Regions from separate parts of the Mus musculus genome. Here region 2 is linked to region 1. The links are chromatin contacts, called in public Hi-C maps. All regions are on one chromosome and are shown on one strand. Each heading gives the region's core, a stretch centred on a gene start, on an enhancer-like site or on the middle of the called end of the contact. The rest is flanking DNA. Distances are from core to core; before and after follow the strand shown. Region 1 overlaps C2cd5 (C2 calcium-dependent domain containing 5). Region 2 overlaps Etnk1 (ethanolamine kinase 1).

What was found. Hi-C and Micro-C count contacts between places; a contact is called where the count stands out from the background.
Region 2: a contact with region 1 is called in a Hi-C map of regulatory T cells, with 2.4 times the contacts expected there. The contact joins two enhancer-like sites. A contact is called at or near these places in 4 of 39 promoter capture datasets (the 3T3-L1 cell line, embryonic stem cells, hippocampal neurons and 1 more), 5 of 15 datasets of contacts at CTCF or cohesin (CD8 T cells, the G1E-ER4 cell line, the NIH/3T3 cell line and 2 more), 141 of 484 Hi-C or Micro-C datasets (the 3T3-L1 cell line, B cells, the Ba/F3 cell line and 69 more), 19 of 115 datasets of contacts at active chromatin or transcription factors (the 230-238 cell line, the HPC-7 cell line, Th17 cells and 10 more) and 3 of 9 other capture datasets (adipose tissue, embryonic stem cells and liver).

The regions. Positions count from the first base shown.
Region 1 is chr6:143,031,593-143,038,321 of GRCm38.p6, reverse strand. It overlaps C2cd5 (C2 calcium-dependent domain containing 5), which reads left to right. Exons shown (of 29, transcript NM_001362113.1): 17 at 1,923-2,087; 18 at 3,160-3,300; 19 at 6,697-6,729. Among named protein-coding and RNA genes, the nearest start is that of C2cd5, 65 kb to the left of the region's middle. Within about 2 kb of position 2,816, at least 15 of the 459 cell types and tissues checked have an H3K27ac peak or open chromatin away from gene starts, as enhancers often do. A contact at or near this core is called in regulatory T cells, where this site is marked.
Region 2 is chr6:143,182,114-143,188,842 of GRCm38.p6, reverse strand. Etnk1 (ethanolamine kinase 1) reads right to left here. Exons shown (of 8, transcript NM_029250.2): 3 at 4,130-4,270; 4 at 2,209-2,351. Among named protein-coding and RNA genes, the nearest start is that of Etnk1, 18 kb to the right of the region's middle. Within about 2 kb of position 3,887, at least 5 of the 459 cell types and tissues checked have an H3K27ac peak or open chromatin away from gene starts, as enhancers often do. A contact at or near this core is called in regulatory T cells, where this site is marked.

The DNA of each region.
Region 1 (6,729 bases), core at 1,567-4,066:
GCAAAATTGTTTTCTGTTTCATCTCTTTTTTTTTTAATTAGGCTAAGTATGTAAATTTTATTTAGTTTTTTAGGTTTTGAGGCAAGGCTGTTCCTAATGAGTGCATGCCTTGAAGTCATGATCCTTCTGCCTCCGCCTGCTGCGGACTGGATTTGCAGGCTGCACCCCTATGCTCAGCTGTATGGTTTTGTATGTAGGAGGTGACAGTGGTGAGCTGCTTAGTTCATGGCATTGATGTAACCTCAGGCCTGCTCCATGTTTCATGCTCCCGTAGGATGCCATTATCTGGGCCACTGCTCTGTGAACACCAGAATTTCAGGATCGGAAGGCTAGCTTCTGTGATAGCTGACAGGACAGTCCCTTGCTAGATGTCACTTAAGAGGAGAAGACAGTGCTGCCATGGGGTAATTCCAGAGAGACGGGCTGATAAATGCTGAGAGTGGTTTCAAATCCAGGTCCATCTGGTTCTGCGGTTCAAGGCTGGTGTGTCATCAGCCAGTGTGTTAGCAAAGTGTTAGCTGATGCTAAGGCTTGTCAGGGCTTCTCAGTAGTTGACATGAGGAGCTACATTGTGGCTCTGCTAATGAAGTTCTGGGAGAGTGCTGCCAAGAGCCAGTTTTAGCCATTGTGCAGATGTCATTTTTGAATGTCAAAAACTTGACAGTTGATGGGTTTCACATAAATATACAAGCATCCAAGATGGAAAGCGCTACTGCCCCTGGATTCCCATAGCTCCACTTGAATTCTGCTTCTTTTTTTCTTTATTATTGTTTCACATTTACTTGTAGACATGCACAAACCATGGTGCACATACTGTGGTGCACATGTTGGGACCAAAGACTAGCTGTGGGAGTCACTTCTCCCCTTTCACCATGTAGGTCTCATGGATGGAACCCAGGTCACCAAGCTTTGCAGAGGGGCCTTTACTTGCCATTTTGCCAGCCCTGTTTTTGCTCTTTTTGAGATAGAGTTTTGTGTAGCCCAGGCTAGTCTTGAGCTTGTTATGTAACCGAGGCTGGTCTTGCATTTCTGACCCTCCTGGTTCTAGCTCTGGGAGAGCTGGATTACAGGTATGTGCTGCCACCCCACCTTTATGCTTAGGTTTCTTACAGTTTGTTCTGCTTGTGGTAGCTTACACACACACACACACACACACACACACACACACACACACACACACACACACATTTTGTCTTGTTTTATCTTTCCCATAATTTTCCAATACTGATAGTGTATACTGACTGATTTAGAATGAGAGATTGTTACTGGGTTAAACGGTAAAATAAGTGTGTCAAGTAAATTGTTTGTGTGAGTGGCCATGGAGTGAGGTGGGTGAATTAGATGTACAGAGCAGACTGCCTCATGGTTCCTCACCACGCCCTTTCCATACTTGATCGCAGCTGTTCTCCGCGGTAGCCCTTCTATAGGCAGACTGCCTGCTCATTGGGGGCAAAGCTGCTGTAGTAACTTTTCCTGTTGCTAAGGGAGTCCTGATTCCAAGTTGGTTTATATATGGATTCTAGGCATTCTGAAACACGGTCTCATACAGTGACCCAGACAGGCCTGGCGCTCACGCTGAGGCTTAGCCTGCCTGGAAGGTCACAGTCTCCTGGGCAAGTCGCTCAGAATTCAACCTTTATCTTTCTTCTTTTATTTCTTGGATAAGTATGAGGTAAAGATTTAAAAGGCATAGCTGGTTATGCAGTTATGTAATTAGAGAGCCCCCTTCAGAGCTGTCACCATCTACTCAGGAGTCTCCCTGAGTACATCAACCCTGTTAGCAGAGTGGTTTTGTATGTTTTTGCAGACATGGCCTAGCCATGTGTCTCTTGTACAAAGCAAAGTGCACATTCCTAGACATAGACCTTAAAGCCATTGTTGTTTGGTGTTTTGTCTGATGATATCCCTGTTCTTTTTACAAGTCGGCCACAGGAGTCTACTTAGCAGCCTTACCCACACCCGGTGGAATCCAGATCGCTGGGAAGACCCCTAATGATGGCTCCTATGAACAGCACATCTCCCACATGCAGAAGAGAATAAACGACACCATTGCAAAAAACAAAGAGCTGTATGAGATCACCCCCCCGGTGAGTGACTCGGGCCTGCCCAGTGAAGGCACCGGCCGCTGGCTGCAGGGAGGGACTTGGAGGGTGTCTTCCTCAGGACATGGGCATTCTTCACCTCTTTACTGTCATTGCTTAAATGTCTCCTTTTTGATGAGGCCTCCTCTCTTCCAGTATACACAGGGCAGGTCTCCTTTCAGGTCTTATTTTCTCACATGTGCATGTGTCTGTATCTGTGTGTGTGTGTGTGTGTGTGTGTGTGTGTGCATGTGCGCATGTGTTCACATGTTTGACTTGTGGGATATTACACACCCAGAAATTTTTTTCTCTTGCTCATTGCAACCTGTAGAGAAAAGCTCTATTACAGCCATGTTTCTTGTTCTAGAAAGAACTCTATAGGTGTCTTTTTTTCTTAGGCACATGCTAGCAGTGAGCATTTAACACCATTTTGGAAAACCTCTGTTAGAACCTTGTGAAGGAGGTTTCTGGAAGAGCAGCAGGCTCTGCCTGTTGAGCTCCCATCATGGCCCAGGTTAACTGTTTAAAACACACACATCTGGTGCACGGTTTGTAGAAGATGAGTTTTGTTGCTGTTGGAGATTACTTAGCAAGTGAATTGTGCAGCCTGTGCATGCATTTGTAAATGTATGCATTATCTTGACATATGCACACACATTTCTTACTCTTCACATTAACTATCATAGAGCTCCTGGAAAAGCCAGGATCTGAAAGACTAGTGCCCTCTTCTGGAGACTCTTTCCATCTTTGTAGCCAATCGTACTTTAAAGTGCTTTAGAGGCGCACATCTAGATAGTGTGTAGGCGTCCATGTGCCTGGGTGGGGAGGTTCCCACCTCATTGTAGCTCCCTGTCTGTGCACTACATGTCACCTTGACCTTGTTACACACAGCCTGGGCTGTTAGCCTGCTTTTGTAGATAAAAGAGAACATCTGCATCGTCTGTGACCTGGAAAGGAAGCTTTAGAGTTCAGTGAGTGTATCTTGTGGATTTTTTTTTCTCATCAGGAAGCTGCATGTTAATATAAAACCTTAAAAGCAAACTGAAGAATTCAGTGTCTGTAATTACATTTCTTTCAGGAGGTGTCTGAGGAGATGATAGGATCCCCCATCCCAGAACCCAGACAGCGCTCCAGACTTCTAAGATCACAGTCGGAAAGTTCTGATGAAGTTACAGAGTTAGATCTTTCACACGGGAAAAAGGATGCTTTTGTTTTAGAGGTAATACTGCATTGAAATAATGTTGTAAATGTCTGAGAAGGTAAATATTTTATAATTGGGTTCTGAACTGATTGACAACTTGTACTATGTTACAGCTACCAGGGAAATTGTAGACATTTCATGTATTTGACCTTAGCAGCACTTGGTAACTGTTGCTGTAATATAAACAGCCCTGAAGCCACTTGGATAAAATAATAGTTAAAATGCAAGCTGAGCAACCTTCATAGTGATGGTTTGAATAGGCTTGGCTTCTGTAGACTCTCGTGTTTGAATGCTTAGCCTGTAGGGAGTGGCACTAATAGGAAGATAGCCTTGTTGGAGGAAGTGTTGCCACTGTGGACTTTGAAGTCTCTATACTCAAGCTCCACCCAGTGAGGAAGAGAGTCTCCGCATGGCTGCCTTTGGATCAAAATGTAGAACTCTTGGCTCTTCCAGCACTATGACTGCCATGCTTCCCACCATGATGATAATGGACTAAACCTCTGAAACTATAAGCCACCCCAATTAAATGTTTGCCTTTATAAGAGTTGCCTTGGCCATAGTGTCTCATAATAGCAATGAAGCCCTGACACTCATCAAAAGTGTAAAATCTGAATTGCCCAGCAATTACAAATTTGGGGGCTGAGACTGTAGCTCATTTGGTAAAGTGCTTACCTAATGTTCATGAAGCCTTGTACAGGATCCCAGCACCGTGTAAACTGGACAAGGTGTTTAAGCCTTTGATCTTGGTGCTCCAGAGGAAGTATTCCTCACTGTATGGTGAGTTCAAGGCCAGCTTGGACTATAGGAGACCCCCTAAAGAACATTAGAAAGCTCACTTTTAAAGTTGTGGTTTTGGAGCATTTTAGGAGTAGGAGTGCTCAGCTTCTAACAACTTTGTAGACATCAGAGTCTGAAGCACTCCAGGACAAGACACTCAGCCTGCAGTAGTTTACCATTTGGAGTTATTTTTGTAAGCCTGGGTGACTTTAAATATAAAATGTACTGGTTTTATTCTATCTATCTATCTATCTATCTATCTATCTATCTATCTATCTATCTATCTATCTATCTATCTATCTATCTATCTATCTATCCATCCATCCATCCATCCATCCATCCATCCATCCATCCATCCATCCACCCACCCACCCACCCACCCACCCATCCACCCACCCACCTACCTACCCATCTACCTACATACCTATCAATTTGGTTTTTCAAGAAAATTTCTCTATGGAACTTGCTTTGTAGACCAGCAGGCTGGCCTCGAACCCACTGAGATCTTGAACAGTGTGGTTCAAGCAGGGATTATAGCTATGTGACACAATGCCCAGACTAATGTACTGTTTTTAACACAGTATAATTGTCTTTACTTTGTTATGACTGCATTTGATAGATATTGCTGTATGCACTTTGTAATAATCCCACTGAGTGCTGAGTACAGTGTGTCCTTGCTGCATGCATGAGATGGTGTTGACAGTCTTGAACAGTTAAACTCCTTTCCTGAGGAGTCTCTGTGGCATGGTGCTCAGCAGCTCACTGTTCTCAGAGCAATGTCCCCCACCGACCCCTGAGAGTAGCTTAGGAGAGGAACAGTGTCCTCCGCCCACCCCTGAGAGACAAGGGAATGATACAGGCACCTTGTGAGAAGAACGTTGTTGAGGTCTGCTGCTTTGAACCCAGCGGCTCTGGAAGCTGGTAGTGGAATTGTGTTGGGATGGGATTCTAGAGGAGAGTCTGAAGCACGGGTAACTGCTAAGGGAATCGCCCATCAGACATGCAGTTGGGTGGGAAGAGAGGGATTTTTAGTTTTATGTGGTTTTTTTATTTAAAGATTTATTCATATGTTTGTATACATGTGTGAGTTTATGCAGGTTGTCCCTGTGGCCACAGAGATCCAGATCCCCACTGCTGGGGTTACAGGCATTTGTAGAGTCACCGCGTGTGGCACTGGGGGCTCTCAGCTGGGTCCTCTGCCAGAGCAGTGTGTGCTCTTCACTGCTGAGCTCCCTCTGCCTCCTGACGAGGGTCTGCTTTCCATTGCTTTACAGTGTAGGATGGGAGAGAAGGGAGGTCAGTGGGGAAGCAGTGTGCTTCAGGCAGGCAGCTGGCTCTGGGCTGGGTGGCTAGCACAGCTAACAGTAACACCAGTGCTTCCTGGAGCCTGTAAGAAAAGGGCTTGTCAGGACTCCACTTCCCATCTAGGGAAGGCAAGGTCAAGCTGGGCCCTAAAAGTGTCTTAACAAGCTCTCCAGGTGGCTGATGATCCCTGAAGTTTGATCCAGAGCATAACTGATAAATTAGGTGATGGGATCCTGACTGGGTAGAGACACAAAAGAAAAGTACGTCCATTGAGGGCACAAGATGGGGGCAGGGGACAGATTCAGTGAGAGAGGAGACAAATGGGGAACACCGGTGACTCTGCTTGTGTCGTGTTTGGGGAGTCGTGGCTTGAGGTGTGGCCATGACTGGGCAGCGAAGCTGAAATGCAGGTAAGCATGGCTGTAGGACGCTGTATGTACAAACCCTGGCTTTGTTTAGGCTTGTTTATATTATATGTAGAGTATTTTTATAAACATTTTTGAAAAGTCTGCATAATTATGTCAGTATACTTTAATGTATAAAAGGTTTTACCTAGCAGTATTTGAAGTTGTTACTATGGTGAAATTTGCTGATGCTAGAATTTTTGTTTTATATTTTTATTTGTTTATATGTGTGTGTTTCTGTGTATGTATGAACATATATGTGCGGGTGTCTGCAGAATCAAGAAGAGGGTATCTCAGCTACTTTTGTATTGTTATGAAGAGGTATCATGACCAAGGCAACTTCTAGAAGAAAAGAGTTTATTGATGCTTACAATTCCAGAGGGGTGGAGTCCATGACCATCCTGACAGGGAATGTGACAGCAGGCAGGTAGACGTGGTGATGGGGTAGTAGTTGAGAGCTTTCATACTCATCTGTAGGTAGGAGGCAGAGAGAAAGAGCTAGCTTCTGAAACCTCTAAGCCTACGCCAAATGACACAGCTCCTCAGACAAGGCAGTGCCTCCAGATCCTTTGCAAACAGTTCTTCCACCTGGAGATTGGGTGTAGGATCCATGATCCTATGGGGCTGATCTTACTCCAGCTGCCACCCAGGGCACTGGATCCATTCAGGCTGCAGTTTCAGAGCATTGTGAGTCTCAGTTTGGGGGCTGCGAACCAAACTCTGGTCCTCAGAAGAGCAGCAGAGCACTCTTAGCCCTGAGACACCACTCCAGCCCCCATGTTAAATGCATTAGCAGGGGAAATGGCTCTGCATTTTCGTAGTTCTTAAACCTTGAGCTTTTCAGAGAATGAAAATAATTTTTAGGTCTCAGGACAGCTTCCGTATTTGGATCGATGGTTACACAGTAGCCTTATCTTTCTGTCTCTAGATCGATGACACCGATGCCATGGAAGATGTGCAC
Region 2 (6,729 bases), core at 2,638-5,137, 150 kb before region 1:
TGGAACTAAGTAGACTACATCTGCCTGCCTCTGCCTCCTATGTGCTGGGATACAAGATGTACCTACACACACCTGGCTCCCATACTGCCTGTTCTCAAATCACCTCTGGAGTGTCAAAGCAATGCTCCTAGGCCAAATGCATTAAGCTTACCAACTTGTTGGACTAAAATGTGGTTATCTTCTACTTGTAACTACAGATTCAAATAGGTCACATGCTTTCATTATCTCAGAGCTACTAGCTCCTCACCTGAAATCACAACAAAGAACATCAGGTCAGGCGTTCTTGAATTTTAAGTTTTACCTGAACACTAACTACAGTGTCTTAGAGCTTATGTATCAACTATTAACATAGAAATCCAAGATCTAATCAGCCTTTCCAATAAACACAAAACTACTGACTGATAAAGAGAACACATAACAGAGTCTTTCCTTACTAACACTCAAAAGACAAGGAGCAAGCAATACAACATGAACTCTTACTGGAAGGAAAGGGACAGAGAGACATGGAGAGGGATTTTGACCTCTAACACCAAATTAGAACCTAATTCTTCTCTTTGATTTACATGTAAATCATCAAGAGCTGAGACTGACAAATGTTTAATGAAAAGTACCTATGACAAAGTAATCTGATTTTTTTGGTCCCTTATTTTTAGTTTTATAAACAAGTTTGTTCTATGAAATGGATATGCAAAAAGATAAAATATAAATGATATTTAAACCTATATTCCAAAGGAAGTAACAAATTCCCTTTAACGTGCAGTTAAAGATAAAGCTGAGTGTCCACTTCACTGTAAGATGAAGTCCCTTCCATGAAACTCCATTACACAAATGCACTGAACGCTAGCAGGCCTGCTAAGCACAGCTAATGCTTCTATCTCATATGGCATTGAGATCTGGTCACCACTCCCGTACCGTAACAACTCCTCAAAGAACACTGTCAAACACTTATGCTCTACGGTATACCTAAAGTTTAAAATGAAGTGATTCCACACAAAAATTAAAACAGTTCAAAACACAGCCTTTAGTGCAGTGTTTTGTTTTTTTTTTAAAACAATCTCTCATCCACATTAAAATATCAAATATGAAAAATGAATGTCTTTGAAAATATAACTTAAGGCCGCACCATCCTTGACAGTGCCTCTTTAGTTGGGTTTCAGGCTAAAATTAGCAATAATTATTAACAATTATTTTATTAGAACAGTCCCAACTCTGGATATAAAATCACTAATAGGAAATTTAATACATTTATGACTACAATAATAATGATTTTTTGGTTTTAGTATATACATAAAAACACTTTTTTTTTTTAATTTAAAATACAGTCTCCACAAAATAACTACTTTCAAAATTGGCCTTCTCTGAAAAGCAGTGGCTCCAGTTTCAAGCACTTCAATTATTAATTTTTAACACAAATGGTACTTTCAAATTTCAATTTAATATTTGAAGATGTTTACTGTTTAGCAACCAAACCTCAAAGCACTTTACCCAATGACCTAATAACGCAACCAGTGACTCTTACATGTGAACAGGAAGCATCAAGATATGAGCAGTCACACAAAGTTACACCAAAGTATCAACTTGTATCTCAGAATATTTTAAGTCTATTTACCAAAGCTATTTTATTACTACTTCATTTGCTATAAATATGAACAAAGGCAGTAGGCTACATTTGAGTCTCTCCCTAGAGTATCAGCACACACACAGGAATTAGAAAGCCTGGCTGCTAATGCTGCTAAGCCCACAGCGCAGATCCAGCAGTGCAGTAGCAAATCTGTTGATTTCCCACACTCCCCATTACAGCAGACATGCTTTCAAAATCACAAGTAGCCAAACAGCTTTTAAAAATATATTTATATGTGTATATTTATGTATAGTATATACATACATATATATATGTATATATACACACACATACATACAATTATCATTATACACTTAAAAAGTCAAGAACCAACTACTTTTAACAATTTAAAGGCATTTTATCCATATATATGTATTTATGTGTGTGTGTATGTATGTATATATATATATATATATATATATATATATATGTATATTCCTAATAGCAATTACCATGATTTTTATAACCTCAAGCAAAAATCTTTGTGTATGTTTTACTCCTTGTTTACTGATACAAAGACGAGGGACCATTAAAAAGAGCATATGAGCAATCAATCAAATTACTTACTGCTAAGGTCAAATACCTACCTTGTTTCTCGTTGTAGATTATATTCTTACACAACAGGTCGTTATGGCAAAGGACCACAGGTGAGCCCAGGCTTGAAAGCAGCTCTTTCATCCAAGTCATCTCCTCCTGCAGAAGCTGCGGGCTTGGGATCTCACTCAGGAACCTTTCCATTTTAAAAGAAGAGTTGTTTATCTAATTGACACTTCTTTCAAATTTAAAGTTAAAATTCTACCTCAAATGCTTTCTATTGAATAAGCACATATTCCTGAATTCAACAATAAATCAAAGTGTTCCAAAACCTGAATAAAGAAAACCTTTATAGTCAACTTAAACATAAGACAGTTAAACTGTAGAGCAGAAACTAAAAGGGACAGAATAAGCAGTGAGCAGCTGTGGTGTCCACTCTCAACACCTGATGCTAACTGCCACTCTATACAGGCGAGGGGACTGAGACACAAAGTGTATGATTTAAAGTTACAGACTGAAAATGTTTATTTTAAGCAAGGAAAGGTGAAAATGAGTTATCTTCAGAAAACCCTAGAGCACCATCTAAGATGGAGATGACACACTCAAATTAACTACTTCATCTCAACAACAAAGCTATGACTTGCCTCAGTGCAACTGAGGAGAAAGTTTCTTTTAAAAAAAAAATTATTAACATAGATTTTTTTTTATTTTTTTAAGATTTATTTATTTATTTATTTATTTATTATATGTAAGTACACTGTAGCTGTCTTCAGACGCACCAGAAGAGGGCATCAGATCTCATTACGGGGGTGCTCTTACCCACTGAGCCATCTCACCAGCCCCCTTAACATAGATTTTAAGCACGAGGGTTAATAGAAGGGTGCCTGGGAAAAAGGAGGAACCCAAAAGTATGGATGTAGGTTATCTATTTGCATAAAATTTAATAGAAAATATAATGGCACAGAATGGGCGACCTCCTCCAGCTTGCCACATGCCCTCCAGGCACGGACTGCTAGTCACTCCTTCCCAAAGAGCTGCCTGGCCTCTTGGTTCTTCATCCAAAGTCTATCAAAGTACCCTTTACCCTCCACACAAATTATCTACATGGGGAGACCACCAACAAACTCAGCTAATAACCTACAGTAGTCCGGTCCCTTTACACAGATGACACAATGGAGCTGAGCACTTGCCAAGGGGACATGACAGGGACATGGAGCTGAGGACTTGCCAAGCTGGACCCACAGTCTGCTGCTTCCCAGACCACTTACAATATTCTTTCTGTGTGTGCACATGTGCTTAAGAGATTCTGGGTGTGTGTGCATACGTGTGGGTAAGCACACTGTCAACACTTCTAAATCATGCTTGCTTCTGTTGTTCTGGAAACAGAATTCCTACACAAAGCAAAAGCCTTAACACACTTTACATAGAAACCTAATAAAATGTTCCATGTTTATACTACTAATAATATTCAAGATTTAGATTCTAAGACTAATCTAAAAAAATCCCATATAAAACATGAACCAACACTTGCAGTCTGAACTTGGTAGTCAATGTGAAAGAGCTAAGATCTCAGAAGGTAAATTTTCACCCTAATAATCTACCATTTAAATAAACACAGTAAATTAAGATGGCCTAAATTCTTACAGTCCCATCCCATACCCACACCTCTACCCCTCTAGACCTTTACGGTAATTGGTGCCGCTGTGCCCTCTGCTGGTGTTCTTTATAATTGCGTCTAAATGAATACTTGTGTCTGCAGCAACTCCCCCCCCCCTCACTGTGTAGGGACTTTCTTCAGGGTCAGGGTGGGGAGGGGACGCTTCAACAGGGCGAGGAGAAAGGAGACTGTTGCTGCAGTGTCACCTGAGAGCCACAGTCAACAACTGTTCACTTTAATACAGAGAGGAATGCACACCAGCACTATCTTTCAGTACATAGTAAGGGCAAAGCCATGCAAATACCAAAGTAATTTACCTTTTATTAATGTTTTCATCAGCAAATCCGGTGGGAATGAGAGAGAAATATTTTCCCATCTTTAGCCATAGGTTAGATTTGGGGATCCAGCCATTGTGCGCATGAATAGCATGGATTTTAGCAAGCTGACGAGCTATTAGCCTGTTTAAAAACAAAATTTTAAATTAAGGATAATTAAGTAGTCTATTTAAAAAAGATTCTCACTGTGTCACTGTTAGCCAGGTTCCTCAACTGTCTTCCACGCCTTTCTGCACCCTGTATACAACTGCACTCAGGCTCTGCTCTAGGGGTTTCCTTCTAAGCTCCATTTTGACAGTAACTCTGCCAGGTCAAGTTGGCTGCTTCCTGCAAACCTTTCCAGATTCCTCCACCTCACACAGTGGCTGCACCTCACAGCTGCTTGCTATGGCCACAGCATCCTTGACTCCTGATGCAACTACTCAGGAATTTCTGACCACGTAGCATCCCATCCTGGCCACAGTTTATCACTACTGTAACTATGATCCCAGAAGACAAACGCTATCCCCTCCCCAGCTGCAGCACTGCTAAAAACAATTTACCATCCTCCCAAATTCTGATTTAATGGGCTTGCTTGGGGTCTAGCTAATGAGTGAGAATAAGTAAAGCTTCCCCGATGACCCTAACACACAAAAATACTTGAGAACAATTCAAACTAAGACACAGAGAATCAAGTGTCACAAAGTTGTGATTAAATAAACACTTTTAAGTTTGTACAATTACTCTTGCCTGATCTTTTTGAGATCAAATACCCTAGGCTAGCCTCGGACTAAGTAGCAGAGGATGGATGACCCTGGACTTCTGATCACCTCGTGTCACCTAATTTAAGTTAGGTTTGTCAGTCGGGAAGCACTCGGAGCACTGGACAGGTCCTCTGAGCACCGTCCTAACCGAGAGGGCTCAGTGCCCAGTGTCTGCGGACCTTGCTATTTTTGAGCCCCCAAGCCTCAAATTCCTAGCCTCAAGTAATACTCCCCCCTCAGCCTTCTGAGTGGCTGGGATCAAAAGGCATACATCTAGTCATACATCTAGTTTGGTGTGAATTTAAATGTTTTGTAAATTGGGGAGAGGGGTCATAGGTACGGGTCGTGTGCCTGCCATGAATGCGTAGGCCAGAAGGTAACAACAGGAATGTCCTCGTTGATGACGTTTTGTCTGCCTTTGAGATAGTCGTCTTCTAAACCTGAAGTTCCCTACTTTTGCTCAACTGGCCAAGGAGCCCCAGGGATCCAACTGTCCCCACCTTCCTCCCCCAGAAGTGGGGTGACAGGTGTGCGCAGCATCCTGGATTTGAGTGGTTCTGGGAATGCACACTCTGGTGCTCAGCTGTGCAACAGCACTGTACCCACTGAGTCTCCTCCCAGCTACTTTACAGGGGAAAAAAAAAAAAAAAAAAAAAAAAACCTCACATACCCAAGGTTAGCCTCCTGCCTTCCACTTCCCAAGTAGAACCAACTCCACATACATAGCACACTCAGCTGAAAACTTAGAAGAGCATGCTTCCAAAAGCATATCAGAGGCAGCCACTTATCTATGACAATTGGCCAAAATAGCATTAGTAGCTTCTTAGTATCTAAGTTGTTAGAACTGCAGTCTGGCTAACATGTAAGAAGACATAAGAAAAATATTACAGAAGTTTACACACACTACTTAACACTTTCTAAACTTCCTACACATACAAGTTGATTTGAGCATCCTTAGAAAAAGGACACAGATAGTAAATTCCACTGCTGACTATGTGACACCCTGAAAACCCTGTATACAACTACACTCAGGCTCTGCTCTAGGTACATAGCCCAACATACATGGATTCTGTGTTGAAACTTGGCCTCAAACCAAAGACAGCAGCACATTATGAATGTGCAAATACTCCACGGCCAAAAATACCTAGAGCAGCATTTCCAGCCTGAAGCATTTTAGATGATAGAAATTCAGCCTGTGTTTCTGCACTGATAAACTTAATATTATTCCTATTTTTTAAATGAGGAAACCGAGGCAGCAAATTCCCATACCTCAGTGAAGATGAGCGGCCTGGCTCTATGCCCAAATGTCCACAACTCAAAAAGGTGGCAAGGCAGCTTTAATAGTATACTCTGAATGAAAGCCACGAGACGTCTAACTTACCATTTCAACATGCCTCCCCACACACACACACACACACACCATCCTGCTAGTATCAGCAAAGTGGAAACCATAAACTCCCTATGTCCAGTTTCAACTATCACGTTTGGAAAGTAAGTCTCCTGACTGCAAACTCCCGACTGACATGTCACCCACTTCAGTGTGAGGAACTGAAGACAACTCAACAGTCCTGGCGCAGAATAGAGGAGGCCGAGTGGGATCTGCATGGGGAATGAGGACATCACATCAGCGAGGATGAAGGAGTGAGTGCGGCAGAAGCTGTGTGCACTGCAGGGACTGCACTTAAGAATACCCTGATCTACTCAGCCAGGTCCACGCCAGCCAAGACTGCATTATAAGACCCTGTCTCAAAAACAAACAAAGACCAGGGTAGCACACACCTGCATCCCAGCACTCAAAGATAAAGGCAGGAGGATCGCAAGTTCCAGGTCACCCTCAGT